4 separate regions of the Mus musculus genome follow, and regions 1, 2 and 3 are each linked to region 4. A link is a contact called in public capture Hi-C and promoter capture Hi-C data. All regions are on one chromosome and are shown on one strand. Each heading gives the region's core, a stretch centred on a gene start, on an enhancer-like site or on the middle of the called end of the contact. The rest is flanking DNA. Distances are from core to core; before and after follow the strand shown. Region 1 holds the start of Gprin1 (G protein-regulated inducer of neurite outgrowth 1). Region 2 holds the start of Uimc1 (ubiquitin interaction motif containing 1). Region 3 holds the start of Cdhr2 (cadherin-related family member 2). Region 4 holds the start of Unc5a (unc-5 netrin receptor A).

The links. Promoter capture Hi-C pulls out the DNA fragments that hold promoters and counts their contacts. Capture Hi-C pulls out chosen DNA fragments and counts their contacts.
Region 1: a capture Hi-C map of macrophages shows a contact between it and region 4, with 5 times the contacts expected there. The contact joins the promoter of Gprin1 here to the promoter of Unc5a in region 4. A contact is called at or near these places in 16 of 39 promoter capture datasets (the 3T3-L1 cell line, 3T3-L1-derived adipocytes, the HPC-7 cell line and 9 more), 11 of 484 Hi-C or Micro-C datasets (Sertoli cells, cerebral cortex, embryonic stem cells and 4 more), 10 of 115 datasets of contacts at active chromatin or transcription factors (SST interneurons, embryonic forebrain, embryonic stem cells and 2 more) and 3 of 9 other capture datasets (adipose tissue, embryonic stem cells and macrophages).
Region 2: a contact with region 4 is called in a promoter capture Hi-C map of hippocampal neurons, with 2.5 times the contacts expected there. The contact joins the promoter of Uimc1 here to the promoter of Unc5a in region 4. A contact is called at or near these places in 5 of 39 promoter capture datasets (cranial neural crest, embryonic stem cells, hippocampal neurons and 1 more), 1 of 484 Hi-C or Micro-C datasets (embryonic stem cells), 2 of 115 datasets of contacts at active chromatin or transcription factors (embryonic stem cells and memory CD8 T cells) and 4 of 9 other capture datasets (adipose tissue, liver, macrophages and 1 more).
Region 3: a promoter capture Hi-C map of pancreatic islet shows a contact between it and region 4. The contact joins the promoter of Cdhr2 here to the promoter of Unc5a in region 4. A contact is called at or near these places in 11 of 39 promoter capture datasets (the 3T3-L1 cell line, cranial neural crest, embryonic stem cells and 4 more), 5 of 484 Hi-C or Micro-C datasets (the N1E-115 cell line, embryonic stem cells, frontal cortex and 2 more), 5 of 115 datasets of contacts at active chromatin or transcription factors (embryonic stem cells and stem cell-derived neural progenitor cells) and 2 of 9 other capture datasets (embryonic stem cells and pancreatic islet).

The regions. Positions count from the first base shown.
Region 1 is chr13:54,748,034-54,753,375 of GRCm38.p6, forward strand. It overlaps Gprin1 (G protein-regulated inducer of neurite outgrowth 1), which reads right to left and starts at 1,841. Exons shown (of 2, transcript NM_001316710.1): 1 at 1,537-1,841.
Region 2 is chr13:55,097,618-55,102,856 of GRCm38.p6, forward strand. It overlaps Uimc1 (ubiquitin interaction motif containing 1), which reads right to left and starts at 2,683. Exons shown (of 15, transcript NM_011307.3): 1 at 2,580-2,683.
Region 3 is chr13:54,699,440-54,705,074 of GRCm38.p6, forward strand. Cdhr2 (cadherin-related family member 2) reads left to right here and starts at 2,024. Exons shown (of 32, transcript NM_001033364.3): 1 at 2,024-2,130.
Region 4 is chr13:54,946,740-54,952,478 of GRCm38.p6, forward strand. Unc5a (unc-5 netrin receptor A) reads left to right here and starts at 2,672. Exons shown (of 16, transcript NM_153131.4): 1 at 2,672-2,992. The coding sequence starts at 2,923.

The DNA of each region.
Region 1 (5,342 bases), core at 591-3,090, 200 kb before region 4:
ATGTGTGAACGTGGGCGCGCACATTCTCGTGCACATGTGGAAGTCCGAAGGCAACCTCAGGTGCCAGCTCTTGTCTCCCAAGGTCTCTTGTTCTACACCGGTCTAACTGGCCCTTCGGTTCCTAGGGATTCTCCTCTCTTCCCTCTCACTGTTGGGGTGTGTAATCCAGAATTGGCAGCAGGCTGAATTAACCGTGTAGGTGAATGGCCGGCTCACCTGGTATGCAAATGAGTGAGTGGACTGTTCGTGGAAGACACCAGCAGTAGCCCGTCTGGGCCCAGGACCTGGCTCCTGTGTCCTAATCAAGAAGACCTTGGTGTGCCTTTTGTATAACCGGTGTGTACTGTGCATGTGTGCCTTGTGGAGGGTCACTGGGATCCTGTGTGCCTTGCAGTCTCACCTTGCGGGAGCTAGCCTGGGTGCATAGGTCCTTGTGTTTGGCTCACACGCAGGGCGGTCCTGTGAATGCAGAGATAGGAGGCCAGCCTGGCTTTCCCTTTTCCTCTAGGATTTCTTCCCAGTCTGGAGTCATCTCTACACCCCCAGCCAGGGCCAGAGCTGCTAGGCACCTGCAAACATCTCCTGCTATGGTAACAAGACTGACAAAGGCTTGTGTACATTTGTGAGTGTGACTGAAAAAAATCCCAGTCTTCTGCCACTTGTCCTGTCATCTCCTAGTGTCCCCCCACCCCACGGCGACCCCCCCCCCCGCCCGGCAGCTGCTGCAGGTGAAGGAGTCTGTAACAAAAGGCCTTCTTTGAGAAACACTCCCCAGGCCATCTGTCCATGTGTTCATCCACCAAGCCACAGAAGGGCAAGGATGGATGCTCAAAGGTGTGCGGACTTGTGCTAGTGCCAGTTGAAAAAGAGCAGCAGGCTAAGAGACAATGCAAGGGTGTGCACAGGGTCACAGCCTGCTCCAGGGTGGAGGGTACAGGAGGGGCGTAAGCACGAGCCGGAGCAGTGAGGTTGGATGTCGGTTAGAGTATTGCTGACTTGGATCCAGGATTGATGCTCTGAGTGCGTAGCCTCACCTGGGTTGCACTAGGTGGGTTGCACAGGTGGCCGGATGTGTGAATCTGATGGAATGACCAAAGCCCGTGTGTGTGTGTGTGTGTGTGTGTGTGTGTGTGTGTGTGTGTGTGTGTTCGCGTGTGTATGTGTGTATACCTTTGGCATCGTCCAAAAATGAGGTTCCCAAGCATGAACGCGGTGTGTGACCACGTCCAGGACTGTGTGCCACACTGGGTGTGTGACGGGGTGGGATGAATCAATGAGAGCGGCCCCTCCCCCCGGTGGCGGGAATCGCCCCCTCCCGCACCGCGGTGCGGAACAAAGCGGCGGGCAGCGGAGCTGGACGCGGGGCGGCCTCTGCCCACACCACAGGCCGGGGCCGTTCACCGGGGCCCCGCCCCACCGCGCCCCGCCCCGCCGCCCCCGCCCCGCAGCCCGAGCCCGATGCCCGGCGCGGCCCAGGACCCTGGACAGCGGCCCCGGTCCGCGCGCCCTACGGCCCAACGCGCGCCCGCAGCTTACCCGCGCCGGCTCCTCGTAGCTCCGGCTCGCGCCGCGCAGACCACCCCGGTGCTCCTCGGCCGCGCTGGCGGGCGGACCCGACTCCGCGCCGTCCCTGGTCGGCTGGGCGCCCCGCCCCGGGCATGCGCGCTGGGTGCACTCGGGAGCCGGGAGGGGGCGCCGCGGGGGCGCGCGAGGGCCGGCAGACGCCGCCCGGCCCTGGGGACCGCGCGCCCGCCTGGTGCTCAGCTGGGAGCACCGCGGGCGCACGGGCGGCGGCCGCACCGAAACCCCGGTCTTCCCGATTTGCCTGCTGCCTCAGCGAGGAAATTTCCCGCGTCCCTCTCGGCCGCACTTCCGGCCTCTGCCCCCTCCGCCCCGCCCCCGGCCCTTTGTCTCGCTGCTGCCCACGCTCCGGCGAGTGGCGGCCCTGGGCTGGGAGGCGCTCGGCGTCCTCCCTGCAGCAGCCTCCCCGACGGGGAGTCCGCCCACCCTCTCTGGTCTGGGTATGCCCGGTCTCCTCCTCCTGGATACTCTCCAACAAGTCACCTCGCCTCTTTGAGCCTCAGTTTTTACGTCTGTAACTAGTATTAAATCGCCTCATAGCGATCTTAAAAAAGAAAGTGCTTGAAAGAAGGTGTTTAGGAGTCCACTTGAGTGAACCGCTGAAGGCGTGAGGACTCGCTGCCTGTTTCTCTCTACATTTGAGCAGAGGAGTGGGACCCTGTCCTTGGACTTCTCAGATGCGAACTCTGTGATATCTTGGAAGTGGTAAAAAGATCCCTGTGCCTGAACTGTGAAGCCACTTGCTAGATTACTAATGCAAATGAAAATCTTAGACAGGGACACAGAGCTAAAATTTGACTTTTAGGTGTCAATGGCTTCCATGTCCAATCAGGCCAAGTGAATAGTCTGCGCACTTTTTTTTTTTTTCAAATATGGCTAAGTTTCTTGTTTGTGGTCACACCATTCCTTAGTAGGTCGAATTGGGGTTGCAAATTTATACAGGCCACTTTCTGAAGCCCCACACTTGGGCTTATGTTTTAGTAACCATTGCTTATCTGTTTACCTTACCTTAATAACAGTAAGAAAATCTAGATGGCAAGTGAACATTTAAAATCCACAGGAAAAGCCAGGAGTAGCGACACTGCCTGTAATCCCAGCACTCAGGTGTCTAGAGCAGGTCGGTAATCCTGAGTTCTGAGCCAGCCTGATCTATATAGTGAGTACTTGATCAGCTTGGACAAGACTGATATAATAAAACTAGCAAGACTTTGTTTCCAAAAAAAATCTCAAAACAATGGAATTTATGTCGGAGAGCACGGACCCGTTTTCAGGACCACGGACAGCGCACAGAAGAGTCGCTCTCCTATTTTCTTGGTGCTGAAAATGGTTTTTCCACTGCCCAAGAGGGTACTTAGCTTCAGAATTTACAAACCCTGGTCCACATTCATCATTTCACCTATTGCCAGATGCCCCCTCAAGGTGAGTATTATTGGCTTTCTGGCAAGCAGGAAGGAACCGAGGCTTGGGAGGTCCATGAGACACACAAAAGTGGCAAGAACCAGCTTTGATTTTCAGCAGTCTCACCAGAGGCAGAATGACTCTGGAGCAGAACCAAGTATATTGCGAAGTCTGTGGCAGTGGTTCAGGTGAGGACTGGTTATAAATGAAGCCGCAAGCCTTTGATAAGATGGAGTGGAGGCGACTCTTAACTATTGGGGGGAAGTCAAGTGGTCTTGGTCTTGGATGCTGAGAGACACTTGTGCTGGTCCTCTGAGGTTCCATCTTGTGAATGAAGGACACATTCTGAATGTTGGGGAAAGGAGGTGCCTGTGGGATGATTATCCTAGCATATGAGTTCACAGTTGAGCTTTATGCTTGGCAGCTGGAGGCACAACAGGAAACCCATCAACTGAGAGCTGATGGTGTATGGTGGAGGTCACAGGTGGTAGGGAGGGAGTCAGCACATGGCGGGAAAAGCATTAAACCAACAGGCAAGCATGGACGCCCTTGCACCACCCAAGGACCACAAGGCTGCTGTGAAGATGGGAGGAAGGAAGGACAGTGAGAAAGGAGACATCTTTCCCAAGAAGTCTGGACCCTGAGACAGAAAAAGAGGTGTGGTGGTATGCACCTGTAATTCCACCACTCAGAGGAGGTTATGGTCAGCCCAGGCTACATAAGACCTTGTCATAATAAAAGGGGGGAAAAAGAGAGAACGGAGAACAAAAATGAATGTGGCAGCTTCCACGGAGGCAGAGGAGACTGAGATGGGAGGGGAGAAAGCAGAAGGGAGCGACAGAATGCCGGCAAGGGAGAGCAGGCATTTGGAGGGAAGAGTGAGCCGCAGACCCTTGGGGTGCCTCTGAGAGCCCTGAGGTGAATATGGAGGGCATGCAGCTCACTTTTGAGGTGCTAGGGCACTGGCAGGGGAGTGAGAGGGTGACCGGAGAACCAGCCAATGTGAGGTTGCTAAGCTGCCACCGTGGCTGAGTGGAGCTTAGTTCTGTGGGGGAAGTCTTAGAAAATGGAGTGAGTGTTTACTCCAGAATCCTTCTGCTTGGAGGTGCTCGTGGGGCTGTGGTTTCTTCCCTGGCATCCCGGGCAAAATGATTCCAGCAGAACGAGTATGCCTCTTTGATAAAGACTTAGGTGGAGGATGGTTGAGAGTCCTCTTAGTGGGCGTGTCTGAATAGGGTCTGCTGTGAGGTCACAGTCAAGGCCTCTTTCTATCTGTGTCCTCTTGCTGGATCCTCTGGCTGCTTCTGTTCCAAAGAGTCTTGTTAACAAGAACATATTTTGAAATTTATGGACAACCGGCACTTACTGGAGCAGATGAGGAGCTGAACACGGGCAGAACAGTGGCAGCAGTGCCCCACCCCCACCCCTGTGCTCTGTGCTAGTGTTCCTTGCCAGTCACTGCAAGGTCTCTGAACTTCAGGCTACCGTATATAACTCTTAGCTTCCAGAGGTCTGTAAATGCCCAGCAGAGTATAGCTCTTGTGGAGAACACCTTTGTTAATAGCAAGCTTGACAGTTTTAGGTGACTTGCCTACCTAAAGCCTCCTGGAAAGTTATTTGTGCCCCTTTATGGAGTGTCTACCAAGGCCTGGGACTTGGGCTCCTTGTATCCAACCTGCATGGTCCACCACACCCATGTGGAGTATGTGTGCACTCTCGAATGTGCTTATACCTCAGGTTGGACTGCCGCTGGGGAGCCATCCACATTCGTATGCACCAGAAGATAAACAGGTGCCTGCAGCTCCTTGGCGGGTGCCCAGGCTGGGGGTGGAATAAACAATCCCAGAGATGACTTTCTGAGAAGAGAGCGTGTGTGGCAACCGGCGCCATGGAGACAAGCAGACTGTATCAGAGCAGAGGCAGCAGCCGGCCCCCAGTGCCACCCTGAGTGCCTGTGTGCACATGCTCACAAGCGGCATGATGTGTTTTTCATGCTCTCCCTTCCTCTCTGCCGTGTCCATATCATGTTCCTACACAGTTGTGTTTCACACCCAAGGCCACCCACTCCTGGCTCTAGCCAGATAACCCCATCCCAGTTTTGTTTGAAGTGAAAGGCTTTGGAAAAGCTTTGAGGTGGGCAGTTAATAACACCTGAAGTTCCTGTCCCCTTTGCCTGTGCACTAGCTGTCACCTAGGCTGAAGATCAGCGTTTTAGCAAATCAAAACCTCCAGGGATGGTGTGTGTGCATGTATGTGTGTGTGTATGCATGTATATGTGTGTGCATGTATGTGTGTGTGCAGGTGTATTCATGTATATGTGTACGTGTGTGTGGTATGTGTGTGCATTTGTATGGTGTAGATGT
Region 2 (5,239 bases), core at 1,433-3,932, 150 kb after region 4:
GCTAGAGATGGAGCTCAGTAGCTAGCCACCCTGCATGTGCAAGGTTCTAGGTTTGATTCAGCACCACCACAACATCAAAAACAAAGAAGTAACCTTTAAAGCTAGACGAGCATATGACATCAAAGTAGGAATTAGCATAGGAGAAACCTGGAGAAGTTAATTAGGACCCTAGGAAAAATACCCCTAGGAAAATACCCTATATGAAGTGGCTTCTAACTTACACATTTCCTATTCCTGTTGTATTACTAAAAAACAGTATGCCAATAGCAGCTATATCTTCAATACAAGTAATTTTTCTAAAATCTGTAATTTATGATACTTATAGTTGACATCTTCTTTAACTTTATTTTTTATTATTATTAATTTTTAAAATTTATTTATTGTATGTAAGTACACTGTAGCTGTCTTCAGACACACCAGAAGAGGGCGCCAGATCTCACTGCGGATGGTTGTGAGCTACCCTGTGGTTGCTGGGATTTGAACTCAGGACCTCCAGAAGATTAGTCAATGCTCTTAACTGCTGAGCAATCTCTCCAGCCCATTTTTTTTGTTTTGTTTTGTTTTTCGAGACAGGGTTTCTCTGTATAGCCCAGGCTGTCCTGGAACTCACTTTGTAGACCAGCTGGCCTCGAACTCAGAAATCCACCTGCCTCTGCCTCCCAAAGGTGTGCGCCACCACTGCCCAGCTTTTTAATATTTTTAAGTGTGTCTGTGTATACATGTACACAGGAGTGCAGGTTCTAACAATTTTTTAAATTATTTTTTATTTTAAAATTTAAAATAAAATTTATCTTTATTTTATTAAAAAAACATAGCCAGCTGGACAGTGGTGACACATGCCTTTAATCCCAGCACTTGGGAGGCAGAGGCAGGCGGATTTCTGAGTTTGAGGCCAGCCTAGTCTACAGAGTGAGTTCCAGGACAGCCAGGGCTACACAGAGAAACCCTGTCTCGAAAAACCAGTAATAATAGTAGTAGTAGTAGTAGTAGTAGTAATAATAATAATAATAATAATAATAACAATAATAGAGCCTTGAATTCCACCACTTGGGAGGCAGAAGCAGGAGGATCCCTGTAAGTTTGAGCCAGCATGGTCTACATAGCAATTTTCAGGCCAGGCAGAACTATATAGTGAGACTTTGTCTCAAAAACATAAAATAAAACTTATAAATGCACAAGGCTCTTGGAGTTGATCTCCAGCACAAAAGAAGAAGTGAGAAAGCTTGATAGAATAAACTCCTTTATCAATTGATTACAATTAAAAGTGATTTGTTTCTGTAACTGAGTAAAGTAAATGCATACCTATAAAATCTCTCTCTCTCTCTCTCTCTCTCTCTCTCTCTCTCTCTCTCTCTCTCTCTCTTACACACACACATACATACACATATAGCAACAGAATTCAGGGGAGATTATTCAGTGGGTAAATTCCAGCAGGTGGATAGTGAGTAGGGGGATCCCCGAGGAAGCCAGCCAGACATACCAACCAACTCCAAGAGACCCTGCCCCAATTAAGATGGAGAGACATTTAAGAAGATTCCCACTAACATCGGTGTAGTGGTGGAGGGTGGTGTGTGTGTGTGCCCGTGTGTGTGTTCACACCCAGTGTGCCCACAAGTGTGCAAAAATAAAAGATTTCAAACGCACCCGGAGCAATAAGTTATCACTGCCTGAATCAATAGACAAACTTGTAGGTTTCTCACACCCAATACTGAGGTTGTTTCTCTCAAGAACCCTAACGCGCCCTAACACATTAGGAACTTTAGTAAAAAAGGAGTTGGCAAGTGGCTATGCCGGGAAATGACACTCATGCGTCTGGCTCCACAAGTAGACTTTCTTTGACTGTGCTACAAACCCAACAACACCCTAACCATTGGGCTCACTTTTTCCGCAGCGTTGCCCGTACATCATATGATGACTACATGCAAGAAGCCTGGAGCGAAGTGGTCCAGATTCACACCCAACTCCATCTCTGAGAGGACCAACGCTCTGGTCTCACAGGTTTCTGACACACCGCCTGTCATCAGCCACGAGAGAAACGCACTAGGCTCGACTGGCTACGTTAAGTGGTAAATGATAGATTTCCAGGGGAAAATATTTCTCGGGAGACTGAGGCAGGAGGTTGGCGAGTTCTATAGAAGCCATCTTGGGTACCCTGTGAGTTCAAAGCCAACCAGAGCTACACAGAGAGACCCGGGTGGTAGCGGTGTCTCGGGCGGCCGAAGAACTAATGAAGCCAACTACCACAAGACAAGCAAAGTAACGTGGGGCAGGCAGCGGGCCTAGGCGGTCCTCGGACGGTCCGTTAGCCGGGCGGGCGACCAGGCTACCAGGAAGCTCGGATAGCAAGAGAGGGCGCTCCGGACGACGACCGCCGCCCGCAGAGGGAGGGGAACCCCGGGGGGCGCGAGCGCCCGGGCTGCCCGGCAGCTGCGAGAGCGACCCGGCCGGCATCGGCTTCCGCCCGGCCGAGAGGCCTAGTCGCTGCGAGGCGCGCCTCGGGAGCAGCGGCAGCCGCCCGGCAGACAGCGAGAAGCAGGCGGCCCCGACGGCCGCGGAGTGCAGAGGCGACGCGTACTCACCGCGGATCTGGCAGCGCCGCCCAGCGCCTCCTGAACGCTGGGGGTCGCGAGCGGCCGCAACTCTTTAGAAAGAGGAGAGCCCGCGCGGCGGCGCGAGGCGGCAGGGGCGGGGAGGGGCGGGGCGAGGGGCGGGGCGCGCAGGCGCGGAGCCCTGTGGGCCGCTGTATGCTCACACAGTTCCTGGGTCCCTGAGTGCTGTTAAGAGAGGGGTTTAGGGGAAACCAAAGAAAGCCAATAGGGTCCCTAGACACCCTTCGAAATAAGCTCTGCTGCATCAAGCTTCCTCTGGTTAATTTATTTGCATGAATCCAAAATTACGTTCAAATTAAATGTTCACATGACTAGTTAGAAACTCTCAGATGGTATAATGTTAATTAATGTCTGATCGTCTTAGCGGAATTTAAGCATCCTAAAACACAAAAATACTGAATCTTGCTCTCTGCTAAGGAGAGATTACAAGAGTGGAGGGCGGGTATGATTGTAGGGGGAGATGAGTGGGATGGAGTGCATGATGTGAAATCCACAAAGAACCAATAAAAAGTAAAAAAAAAAAAAAAAACTAAAATAATAATAATAATACTGAAATTTCTACAACATATATTTCCTTGAAATATATGCTCCAGAAAGTCCATTTCCTTGAGGAGGAAAAAAAAAAAAAGGCAACAGCAGAAATGTCAAAGGTGAATAAAATATGAAATATTCCTACAATAAAATTTAACAAATAAAACTCAAGGTTTGATAGCGCCTAAAAAAATCTTACTAAGCTGGGCGTGGTGGCGCACGCCTTTAATCTCAGCACTCAGGAGGCAGAGGCAGGCAGATTTCTGAGTTCGAGGCCAGCCTGGTCTACAAAGTGAGTTCCAGGACAGCCAGGGCTATACAGAGAAACCCTGTCTCAAAAAAAAACAAAAAAACAAAAAACAAAACAAAACAAACAAACAAAAAAATCTTACTGAAGGGGCTGGAGAGATGGCTCAGTGGTTAAGAGTACTGACTGCTCTTCCAGAGATCCTGAGTTCAGTTCCCAGCAACCACATGGTAACCATCTGTAATGAGATCTGATGCCCTCTTCTGAAGACAGCTACAGTGTACTCATATACATAAAAATAAATCTTAAAAAAAAATCTTACTGAAGCCAGGACTTTTATCTCAGAACTCAGAAGGCATTGGTAGGTCCGTTTCCCCACCTCTCCCAAAAAGGGGATGGTGGTGGTGACGGTGGTGGGTAGTCTCACTGAAATTATAGCAAGCCAACAAATGTGAACACTCTCATATGCTTTTCATAAGCTTACAAAAAGTAGTTCATAGTTTGTGGGAAACAGTACTCCTAAAAGCATAGGTTAATGGACCAGATGATAGATGGATACATCGTGGTAATGATAAAGCAATGGGAGGAGGAGACAAATAGAAAGTGGAATAAACAGGACCTCAGCTAGGGGTCAAAAACCAGGACTAACGACACATGCCACAACTTTGACTCTGGCCCGAGCTGCCCAAGTAATAAGCCAAGCGGGGCTGCATTCCACTTGGCAGCTCCGCTCCTTTATCTGTATGTACTTGACACGGGTTCCTCTCCAACACACCCTGCAATCTCAAATCCTCCACCCGAGCCAGCATCAGGCTGTGCACACTCCCATCTCTGAGCAGTCTCTATTTTAAGTGTGTGACCGATTTATTCAGATATGAAGAACAGAAAGGCCGATCTGGTCTGAACTGGTTTTTGTCTTGCGAAGAACCAATGCTGCCTTCTGCACACATTTATTGGGAGAGCTTGATTGTAGAGGCGAAAAGACCTCGAGCCCAGAACTGGTGCTGCTTTTATAGGCCTAGGAGGGGCGTGTCTCACACCCGGATTGGTTATGCACTAAGCCTTATTTGCATGTTCCTCATCTGATTGGCTACTCTCTCTCAGTACCTTACAGAACCTCATTATCATACCTCATTTGCATGTCTCACATCTGATTGGTTATACTCTCAGTACCTTACAGAACCTCATTATCATACCTCATTTGCATGTCTCACATCTGATTGGTTATACTCTCAGTACCTTACAGAACCTCATTATCATACCTCATTTGCATGTCTCACATCTGATTGGTTATACTCTCAGTACCTTACAGAACCTCATTATCATACCTCATTATCATGCCTGGGCCAGGCAGTGTTTTTGCAAAAAACTTTACTGCATATGTACACATTGGTTGTTTGTCCAATCTTATGCATGGTGGCCATCAGTAGTCAGTGCCACTCAGCAACGGCACATGTGGCTTCCCACATTTTGGATGATGTGAGGCAGAACAAACTATCTACAGAACTCTCCACGAGAATCCTCTATTAACTTATGCATAGTTGTGTGTGCAAACTAGATGCAGATACCTGTCAATGCAGGGCCTAATCTACCAATCACAACAGACAACCACCAACTACAGCCCGGAGTAATCAGCCTGTCCTCAAGACCCAAGAAAGACAGACCCCAGAGTGCATTCTGGGTCCTTGAGTGCCCTCACTCATGTGATCTACTGTCAATTATAACCATGTATCTTCTGTAAAATGTATTATTGCTTGGCTTCAAGTAAAGTTTATCTTTTTTTTTTTTTTTTTTTTTTTTTTGCAAATCAATCTGTGCCCAGAAATCTCTCTCTCCCACAGGCTCACACTTG
Region 3 (5,635 bases), core at 774-3,273, 250 kb before region 4:
GGAAAGTCAGTCATGTCAAATAATGTTCTGCCGGGGCACACAGATGAAAGGCTGTTCTGCTAAAGCAGACACATGAAAGGACGCATGATGTTTAGAAAGATGATAAATATGACTCCACAGACACTGGGAGCTCGAGCATTGACTGGTTCCACCTCACTCGCTAGTCTTCGCTGACGACCTTCATGTATTGGTTGGCCTTACATTGTGTTGGTGAGCTTTGCTTGTGGTGGAAAGAAACTCGTCTAAGAACTCCTGAGGTTTCTTGTGGCTTCTTGCAGCTTCAGCAAGCTCCAGCCCGTTGGTGAGACTCCCAGTTTCTTTTGATTCGTGTGTGATGTCTGTTGAGTGGACTGGACTGCAGCTGCTGATTGGGGTTTGGTGTTTCCTCGTGGACTGAACTAAGGAGAAAGAAGATTGGAAGATCCCAAAGAACTGTTTCTAAACAGGCCCACTTCCAGGGGCTGGAGAGATGGCTCAGCGGTTAAGAGCATTGACTGCTCTTCCAGAGGCCATGAGTTCAATTCCCAGTAACCACATGGTGGCTCACAACCATCTATAATGGGATCTGATGCCCTCTTCTGGTGTGTCTGAAGACAGCTACAGTGTATTCATATACATAAAATAAAAAAATAAATCTAAAACAAAAAAAGGTCCACTTCCCCATATCCTTTTTTTTGTTTGTTTTTTGTTTTTTGAGACAGGGTTTCTCTGTGTAGCCCTGGCTGTCCTGGAACTCACTCTGTAGACCAGGCAGGCTGGCCTTGAACTCAGAAATCCACCTGCCTCTGCCTCCCGAGTGCTGGGATTAAAGGCATGTGCTAACATGCCCACTCACTTCCCCATATTCTAATAAACTTTCCTACTACCTCTGGTGGGTGGTGGGCTAGAGGGGAGGTTGAACCCTTATGGAAGTAGGTTGTGAAAAATACATGCCCACACTAGGTGCTCAGCAAATACAGATTCTCCTCCTTCCTCAGAGACGTGAGGCCAGCCTTCAATGGGACCTTGCAGAACCATGAGCTCTTTGGGTAGATTGGTGCTTCCTGAGAACCCGCAGCAGCACACCAGGATTGCACAGGGATGCCTCGGTCTCCAGAGCGAACAGCAGCCACTCAGCCAGGAAGGGGCGCACGGCTGGTGAGCTGCAGCATGGGCCTCCTTCCTACTATGAGGTAAGATGAAATGAACTTGGGGACCTGTTCCCCCGAGGGAGGCCACCACTGGGAGTGTGTGGAGCCCCTGGGGCAGTGTGTGATCCTGCCCTTTGATTTTGTTTGTTTGTTTGTTTGTTTGTTTGTTTGTTTTGTTTTCATTTGTTTTTTGAGACGGGGTTTCTCTGTCTAGCCCTGGCTGCCCTGGGACTAGCTCTGTAGACCAGGTTGGCCTCAACTCAGATATCTCCCTGCCTCTACTTCCCAAGTCCTGGGATCAAAGGCACCACTGCCTGGCTTGTTTTTGTTTCTTTGAGATAACATCTTATTATGTCTGGTTTAAAACTGGTTATAGAGACCAGCTAGGCCTGGTACTCACAGGGATCCACCTGCCTCTGTCTTCTGAGTGCTGGGATTAAGGACATATGCCACTATGCCCAGTGTTGGCCCTGCCCTTTGATGTCCTGCTTAGAGGGGACAAATACAGGGCTGAAAAGGCCTTGTTGGAACTGCAGGGTGGGTACCCCTTCATGCCGGCCTCGGGGCTTGGCCTGAGGGCTCAAGGGCTTGATAGCTGTCAAGTCTCTTCATCCCAAGAGATCTCCCCACACCGCTTTCTCTACAGGTCCCCACTGAAGATGAGCCAGGAGAGGACAGAAGGTCCTGACATGACCTCTGACTGTCACCACCTCTTGCTTGCAGTGAGACCCTGGGCTGGGCATTTGCCCCTTCTCTGTCACTGGGCCTGCCTATTCCTCCAGGGTTTTGCCTGCTCTGGTCACAGCCAGTGCCTTCTGAGGAGGTGTGGTCTCTGCATGGTTAATGATTGCTCAGAAGAGGTGGAGATGGTGCCAAAGTCTGCGCTGTGTTCTGCCGGCCCCAGACGGCGCCCACCTGTGACTGGTGTACATCACTGCCTCTGGGCCCCTTCCAGGGGCTGTCCAGATCAGCTGCTTCTGGGGGGGCTCTTAGCCCGAGGGTAAGCCTGGGTGGGGGGCTGTCCTTGGGATTGAGGCAAACTTTGAGTTCTTTCAGACTCAGTTTCCTGGCATCTGGAGTATGGAGGGAACACCAAGGGGAAGAGCTAGCTGTGGCGTTAGCTACTTGTCATGGGGAGGGCGGGAATTGATGAAGCTACCCGTGAAGCCTGTTTCTTCTAGAATGTAGGGTAAGATCTCCTCTCTAGGCAGTGGCAACCTCCTGTTTGCCTTCCTAAGTCCCTGAGAAGTGAATTGGCTACCTCATCTGTTACCTAAAAGGAGAAGATGAGGAAGATGGCTGAATCTGTCCCGGAGCCTGAGGAGGAAAGGCTGGCTCCACTCCGCCAGGCTCAGATCTTCATTCAGCTCCATGCAGACTTTGAGTGAGCTGCTGACTGCTTTTGGGCCTCAGTCTTTGCGTCTGTGGAGTGGGCACAGTACTAGTAGCCCCTGGAGGGCTCGTGAATCAGATATGGCAGGGTACGGAGGCTGTCCCTCTCAGACTCAGAGATCAAACGCTAGGTCACCTCAGGGAGGACTAACGATGCTGGTCCCAACCCTAACTTAGTCCTTGTCCTGGTCACAGGGTAAAGACTCAGCCAGGCCAGCTTGTGTCTTCAAACAGGACTTACATGCTGACTGGTCCCAGGTAGCATATCAGAGAATAATGACATTCCCCTGACCAGCCTAGGCCATAGCCTGCTCTCACCTCATTCCTCAGAGGAAAACCAAAGCTGAGGACAAGGGAGGCTCGCCCAGTGCTGGACAGACAGTATGTGAAATGCTAAAATCCTAACTTGGGGCCTGATCCATACCCGTCTCTCAGAGGAAGCAGCCAGGAGGGCGGGCACCATCTCTGGCTACAGGAAGCCCGGTATCCCTGGAAACTTAAAGGTCCCTGGGTCCGTATCTTGGGGAGCTGGATCACTTGGCTGGGCTGGTGGAATTAGGAGAGACCTTTGTTAGGCTCAGCAGAATGGTACCTGGGTCTAGCCTTGCCTGCAGCTGGTGATTGACCTTCTATCTTTGTTGTTGACTGTCCCTCTGATCTGATCTCTGTTTTCTTAGGGCAATGGAGAGTAACTGTGAGGTAGCTGCTTCCTTCCTGTGAGGCAGCTGTGGGAAGGAAGCAGAAGCGAAAGGAAGGGCTCAGGGAGCTGTGGAGGCTGAGGCAGGGTGGGGTGGCTGTGGGGTTAGCGAGCCCGCCCGTGGCTGAGCCTTTAGCAGGGGAGGGCTCCCTTCCTCTGTAGCCTTCCAAGATGTCCTGGGGTCTTCACATCCAGTCGACTGAATTGTAGAGTCTTTGGTTTCCTGGAGTCTTGTCGAACTGCGGCCAATGTGTCCGCTGAGACAAGAGAGAGGAAACCCCTGCTGTGTCAGGCCTGGCAGAGCATGACCTGGGTCTGGGGGTCCGTAGAGTGATCTGGAGCCCCTATGCTCCTGACTTTTCCTCAGACACTTTATAGGTGAATAGCTGTGCAGTTTTGTTTTTAACTGACACAAAGTAATTGAACATATTGATAGAGTCCAGCAGACCATCTCCACATTCCAGGGTGTGTCCTTCACAGCTACCATGCTCTCTGTGGTAGAGAGCCTCCTGTCCAGCCCCAAACCAGTGGGCTGGGAGCCTGGGAGCAAGGACCTGGGATTTCTAGGTTCTAGATCTGTTCTTTCTTTCATCTTTCTCCACTATCCCTATCTTCTTCTCCCTCCCTCCTTGCTTCTCTTTCCTTTTACGGGTCTCTCAATACAGCTCAGCCTTATATAGAACCAGAGGGCCTCCTCTCTGCTGAGCACTGGGATACTGGCTGGGCTCCAGGCCCAGTTTCCCATCATTTAAAGAAGTAGAGTGGTTGGGAGCTGGCATCAGTGGTGTCTCACATGAGCCTATGTTTGACTTGTGGTCCTCCATAGGAGAAAAGGGCACCTAGGGGACGTTCGCCCAGCTCCAGTGCCTGGGCACATGGCCTCCCTTCTTCCATATGACCTGTAGCATATGTTCCCTGACTGGAGCTCAGCGGCTCTGGCTGTGAGTCTTGAAGGACAGAGAGAATTTGCACATGGGCAAGGGACACAAGAGGGCCTTTGGGGCTGAAGAGACACATGCAAATCTAGGGTAAAGAGAACGCAGGGTGTGTGTGTGTGTGTGTGTGTGTGTGTGTGTGTGTGTGTGTACTGTGTGTGTGTGTGTACTGGATACCACAGAGGAAAAGGGATCCACTCTTGGAAGGTGAAACCTGGGTCCCCTAAGAATTTGTCTTGCCAAGGGTGGGAAGTATGGCCCACAGCCAGTCTGAGCCTTGCACGGGTCTGGTCTTGAGAGTGCCTGTGCCTATAGAGGTAAGGCTGGTCACCTGGTACTTTCCTATCTCATAACACATTTTTCTTAAGTGATGGAGTCTGGGAGATACTGCTGCTGCCAAGTGCAGAACTTTGGCCTCATTATGGTCAGTGAGTATGTTTGTGAAAAGTCAGTGACAAAGGGGACAAGACTGTGAAACTCGGGGTCAACTCATACAGTATAGGAAGGAGGATCAAAAGGAGTTCTAGGTATGAGTCAGGCATGACCCTGTGACAGCTAGATAGAAGACCCAGCTTCCTGGAGGTGTAAGGGTCCCCATAGGTAAAAAGGAATGTGTAAGCCATCTCCCCTTTCCAGGAGATAGTGACTTCACAGGGGTGGCATGTGAGTGTGCAGGTGTGGGGCACTATCATCTGAGGCACACCAGGAGGACAGGAGGGGAAGTGTGAGGGGACAGAGAAGGGGGCTTGAGTGGAGCCCCCAAGGGGCCATGGCGAATGAAGGTTCCAGTTGGTTTTCTTTTCCCTCAGCTGCACCTCACTGGGGGTTCTGTGTAACCTCGGGGAGAAGTGTGTGTGTGTGTGTGTGTGTGTAAGAAAGTGGGGGGGGAGAGAGAGAGGTGGGGGAGAGAGGGAGGAGAGGAGGGAGAGGAAGAAGGGGAGGAGGGGGAGGAATGAGAAGAAGGGGAGGAAGAACAAGGAAGAGGAGGAGGAAGAGAGAAGGCAAGAACATGGCTGGGTTTGTCCAGCGCTGAGGATGGAACCCAGGGCCCAGAATACACCAGGCCAGTGTTCTACCACTGACATATAGCCCTAAGCCTTTAAAGGCTTATTTTTAGCTGGGTGGTGGTAGTACACATCTTTAATACCATCACTTGGGAGCCAGAGGCAGTGGATCTCTGAGTTCAAGGCCAGGCTGGTTTATAAAGTGAGTTCCAGGACAGCCAGGGCTACACAGAGAAACCCAGTCTCAAAAATAAATTATTTTGAGATACATTCTTTCTGAGTTCTCAGGCTAGCTTTGAACTCTCAGCCTTCCTGCCTCGCTTTCCAAATAACTGGGATGACAGGCACACACCACCACACCCAACTGGAGAGAAGTCAGGCTGCCTGCCTTTGGATTGGAGTCCTGTTACTGGTGGTGGCGGGTTCCCTTCAAGCTTCGTTGCTAACAGCTTGATAACAGGTGCAAAGGGCCAGCCT
Region 4 (5,739 bases), core at 1,422-3,921:
AAGATCCCACCCCATGGACAGGCTGTGCTGCAATAAGACTCCACCCCTCCACCCCCAAAAGGACAGGCTGTACATATTACTGAGTGCTGTTCGCTAGCTTCAGGTCCACCCTGCGTACTCTCTCAGGTAGGGTCCTGGTTGTGGGTAAGAGTAGCAGGTCCTCTTTCAGGCCAAGCCACTGTTTACTGTCAGGTGTTTCTCTAGAGTCCCTGTTTCTCTGTCTCCTTGGTAGCCTGGGCCCTTGAGTGAATATGACCAGGAACAGAAGAGCCACGATGGACAAATGAGAAATAAATCTTTGTTGATTAAAGCCACTGATACTTTGGGGACCATTTGTTACCATGACAAAACCTATTCTGACTGCTACACGGGCCTCTCTAGTCTAGATGGAAAGAGAGGGGCTAAGAACTGAGAAGAGAAGAGATTCCCCAATTCTAACCCCAAAGAAGCTTTAGGAGGAAGAAATGTATGGATCACGGGCCCAGAAATCAAACCTCCTGGGGCCCCTCTCAGCCAGCTTCGCAGTTCTGGGATAAGGCTGGTCCTTGCCTAACTCTCAGCTGCCTCATCTGTGTAAAGTGGAAATGTTGACTTAACGGGGTTTCATGTACTGCTTAGAGCAAACTACAGATGTAGGCAAGGGCATAGTACTATCCAATAAACACATTGTTACTTCCTCATGTACACCATGCCCTAATCGACAACGGCCTCCCTTCAGTGTCCAAACCCCAAGCCTTCAACATTTCTTCCACACTGTGAACCCAAATTCAGATCCAGGAGAGCACTGTAGGGGTATTAATAGAATACAGGAGAATAGCCTGGGCATACAACAACTGCTCTCACACACACACCACACACACTCACACCACATACAAAACATACACATACACACACACACACACACACTGGAGCAGCCTGTAGATCAGCTCTACTCTCTAATGTGTTTGTCTAAAAAGCTGAAGTTGGGGAGTATGATCATCTGGGTAAAAGAGGTTATAAATACACACATGTATTAAAAATCAATTTTAGGGCCACCAAGATGCCTCAGTGAATAATGGGGTTTGCTATCAAGCCTTACAACCTGGCTTTCATCCCCGAATCTCACATAAGGAGAGAAATGACAAGCTGTTTTCTGACTTCCACACAGGCACTATGCAACGCACTCACATGCACACGCACACACACGTGCACACACACACACATCTTTAAAAAAATTATTTTCCCAGACAACAGCTTCTATTGAAAATTGGTAAACAAAACCAATTGGCTCCTCCCCTCCCAACAGGCACCTAGAACAAGAGAGCCATTTCGATATGACCCTGTGCCCTGTCTCCCTGCCTGTCTGGCCCTGAGGCCCAAAATCTGTACATTCACATCTGGAGCTTTGGTTGTGAATAGAAACACACACACACACACACACACATATACATATGCAGATATACACATATACAAGAGAGCAGAATAAAGCAAAACATTTTTCATAACCTTCTCTATAAAAAGTGGGAAACAAAAGACAGACCGAGAGAGGGCCTCGTGTCTCAAGAAATATAGGAGAGCTCATATCTCTTTGTGGAAGCCAAGACCATTCTTATATCATCTGGCCTGCAGCACCAATTTATATTATCGATCGGCGCTGGAGGCGTTTGAGTGTGTGACCGTCTTCACCCTTCTCATTCTCCTCCTGGCCAGAAGTGGGACCCTCTCTTTCAGATCCCTCGCCCTGTGCACACCGAGAGCGTTTATTTTCCTTCTCTAGGGCAGCCTTCTGTTTATTTTAACCAGCTTAGGGAATGGGGGTGGGGAATAGGAGATCCTCCAGCGGTCATTCTGCTGGGATCCAGAGACGCCCCGTGACTTGCCCAAGGTCACAGAGCCAGAAGAATGTGACACTTCTATTCTACCCCAGGAGTTTGTAGCTCCCAAAACCCTTCTGGTTCCTGCATCACGCCCACGTCTCCAGCGCCGCGCGCGCTCGGGGCGCAAACAACACGACGCTCCTTACAGGCTGCGCTGCGCCCTAAGGTTGTTTCCTTTGGGCCAGCGGCGTGGAGGGATTAAGAAAGCCTGGGGCCACGCTGCTACGCTTGCCCCTGAAGCCCACCAGGCTGTCTTGGGGAGGCGGATGGTGAGACGGTGGGGGCCTGGCGGCTCCTGCGCGCCGGCTGGGCCCCGGGACCTCTCCTGCAGTCCCCCATCCAAGCCGCCCGCCAGCTGCCTACCACGGCGCGCTGACGATCTCGGAGCGCAGCCCGGAGGCAGGGGTGCAAGCAGGGACTGCAGCGGAACCTGCCTGGGGCACTCCAGAGTCGAGCTGCTCTCCGCAGGCTGGCGCTGCGCCGGGGTCGCCGCAGCCCGGGGCCCCTCCCGGGCCACCTGTGCGCCGACTGGCGGACCAGGGTGATGCCAGATCCGGAAAAGCAATCCACTCCGGGATCCAGAGTCCTGTCTCTGTCCCTGGAGACTGAGAGGGGTGGTGGGAGGCCTCCCCGCCCACTACCCCAGCTCCTCCCTGGGGGAGCCTCAGGCGTTGCCCGAAGGGATCCCCGGTGCAGGGGGTGGCCCGCGCTCGCAGCGCCGCCCGGCCCCTCCTCCCCCGCCCCGCCCCGCCTCCGCCCCGCTCCGCCGCTCCAGTCCGGATTTTGCGGCGCCCGCCGGCCCGCTCCCCGGCTGCGGGCTCCGCGCGGCGGCTGGCTCGGTGCGCGGCGCGGCTGGCGCTGCGCTCCGCCCCGGCTGCATTGCTGCGCTCCGGGTGCCCAGGGGAGCCACGCGCCGCGTGCGCCCCGCAGCCGGCCGCCCGGAGGCAGCGCTGTCCTCTGGCATGGGCCCCGGGGGCGCCCCGAGGTGGGGCTCTCGGCTGAGGCGCTGACAGCCTCTCTCCCGCCCGCGGGGCCCCTAGTCCAGCCCGCTCGTCCGCCCGCGGCCATGGCCGTCCGGCCCGGCCTGTGGCCAGCGCTCCTGGGCATAGTCCTCACTGCCTGGCTTCGTGGTTCGGGTGAGTCACGCCGCGCGCGCTCTGGGGAGGCTTGCGGGGGACCGTGCGCGCGAACGCTTAGCTCTGGGGAGGAGGTGGCCGTGACCTGCGCGGCCGACCCGTCTGGGAGCCCCCGGAGGCCAAACTTTGCTGGGCAGGACGCGGGGGCCGCCACTCGCTGCTGCGCAGCTTCCTGGTGCGCTCTCCCGGAAGCCTTGCTTCTGCCAAGTCCAGAACAGCTGTCAGCGCACGGGGCTGGCGAGTGTAGACGCCCCACGCCTCCGGGTGGGGGAAGTTTTTGCTGGTTTCACGGGCCCGGGAGAATGATGGGGGGGGGGGGGGAGCGCGACGGCAGTTTGAAATAATCCAGGAAAGACAAAAAGACAAGACTTGAAGGACTCAAGGCCATATGCTAGTGCTCAGAAAATGGGGTGTGTGTGTGGGGGGGGGGGGGGGTAAGACAGCTCTTCCAGGTAGGACTGCCCCAAACAGCCACTCACAATTTCTAGCTTGGCACCTGGCCTGTGCCCACGTCTAGAACATAGTGTCCTCCTCTGTCCCCACCACACACAGGCTTGCACACGCACACACTCAGGCGTGGAGGCATCCAACAGCCCTCAGCTCTTGCAGCCGGTAGTCAAAGCACTGGGGCCCCTGTGGTGGCCTGTGGTTCCTGGCCTCGCTGCTGGAGGTGGGAGGGGGGAAGAGGAGGGCGAAGGGGAGTTGTTTGCTGTTGGCTGTTGGTTGGCGGGCTCTGAGAACCTCTCAGAAACTCCACAGCCCTGCAGTCTCCCCGCGTGTCTTGTTGGCCACCCTAACCAGCCCCTTCATAACCTAGCCTTTTAGCCCACCTCCTTGCGTGAGAGGCCTGGGGGGGGGGGGAGGTTTTGTCTAATCTCCCAAAGCCCGCACCTAGACCGAGCTGTGGGGGTCCCTAATCTCCTGGCCCCTAAGGATTTGGCAGTGCTGAGCTTCTGGGTATTGGGAAGGGTGCCTGAGCAATTCTTGGTGCTTGATGCCCCCAGAGCCTGCTTCCCGGGAGGTGATCCCTAGGCTGGCAAGGCCAGTTTCTCCTAAGGGTGTGGATTTCTGAACTGCCAATCTAGAAAGACGAGAGCTCCGTCAAGGACCAGATGATTAAGGTCGATGGCTGGTTCCTTGAAGAGTCTCTGCGTACTGCATCCTTCACCCACCACTGCCTCGACTGCCCTCCCCATCCTGCCCCTTAAGTCCTCTACCTCGTCCCCCCTGCTCTGCCTCCTTCCCCTGTCAATGCACCCTAAATCCTCACTTTAACCAGCCCTTCTTCCTAATGGCCTCCCCTTTTAATCCTGACGAACCCTCAGATTGGGCTGCCTGCTGTTGGCTGTGTATTCATGTTGTATATGTTAGCTTTAGGGGTGTGAGTTGCAGGACTGGCCATAGTCATGAGCTGGGGGTGTCAGAGGAGGTGCTGCCAGACACTGAATGGGTCCCCAGGAAATGTTTACTGAGTTGCATGTGTGTGAGAGGGGCTGTGTGGTCAGAGCTGCATTTTGCCACGTGAGCACCTGGGTGGGAATGGTGTGGACTGACATGTGTCCTGGGTAATGGGGGCAGGGGGCACCACTGATGTGGCATGGGTAGTGCTGTCATGTGTACGGTCAGATGAGTACTAACATGCTGTATGCGTGTGGTAGTTGCATGGTACTGCACCAGTGAGCGTTACAGACAGGGGCGACAGACACTTGTAGGTGAGGGCACTAAAACCAGGAATGAAGGATTGCACTTCAAGAAGAACTGCATTGCCCATTGGCAGGACACCTGTTGGGGGCTGGCCTGAGGTTTCCCAGGGCTGACAGACAGGTGGGCATGAGTGCTTCAGAGCTACCTGGGATTAGAGCCTGTCTCGGGCATTAACTCTCTAGCCGTGAGAGGAGCTGCTGAAAGGTATGGAGGTAGGAGTGGCCCTACTTCTCAAAGAGAACACATCTCACCCTCCCCACACAGGCTCTGGGCATGTGTGGACAGATACCTAGGTAGGGCTGCCCCTGCCATGACCCTACTACATCCCTGCATCTGCTTATCAGTTCCTTGGCAACAGCAGCTGGTGAAAAATGTGTCTGTGAGTGGCTGGGGGGGGGGGGGAGAGTGGTCAACCAGGCAGTCTTGAGGGGTATGGCTGGATGTGTGTATGTGTGTGCGCTCACACGTGCAAGGTGGGGGTGGCTTAGGACTGCTGAGCCAGTGCAGACTCTGCCCACCCCCCAGGCCAAGCACCTATCTATCCTTTGTCACCCAACGTTACACACTACCACTCACAAAAGCCATCCCTCAGCACAAATGCACCTGGGCATACCCCGTCTGCGCCTGCACACACAGACACCCACCTGCCGTGACAGATTGTCCCTTTTATGCTCTGCCAGTTACACAGCCGGCCGGCACATGCAACTCCTTACCCTTCATGTCTTCTTGTCTTGGGTGCCCCCTAGACAGTACCATGGCTAGGGAGGAGAGGCAATGGGGGGTGGGGCAGGCTCTCCTGGAACGTATGAGCTGAGGGTCACCAGGCTCGAACATTGCCCTTGTCCCTCTCCCGCCCACCCCTGTTCCCGTCATTGGGGCTGCTGGACTTTCTGCCCACCTCCACTCTGGGCTGACAGGACTGTGGAGGAGGCCATCACTCTGGGGCAGAGAGCACCGTGTTCTTGCTTCTTGCACGTGGGGTAGGCTGCTGTAGATGCTTCGGGATAGAGCTGATCCTTTCCCTGGCCCATTTGTCTCTCTTA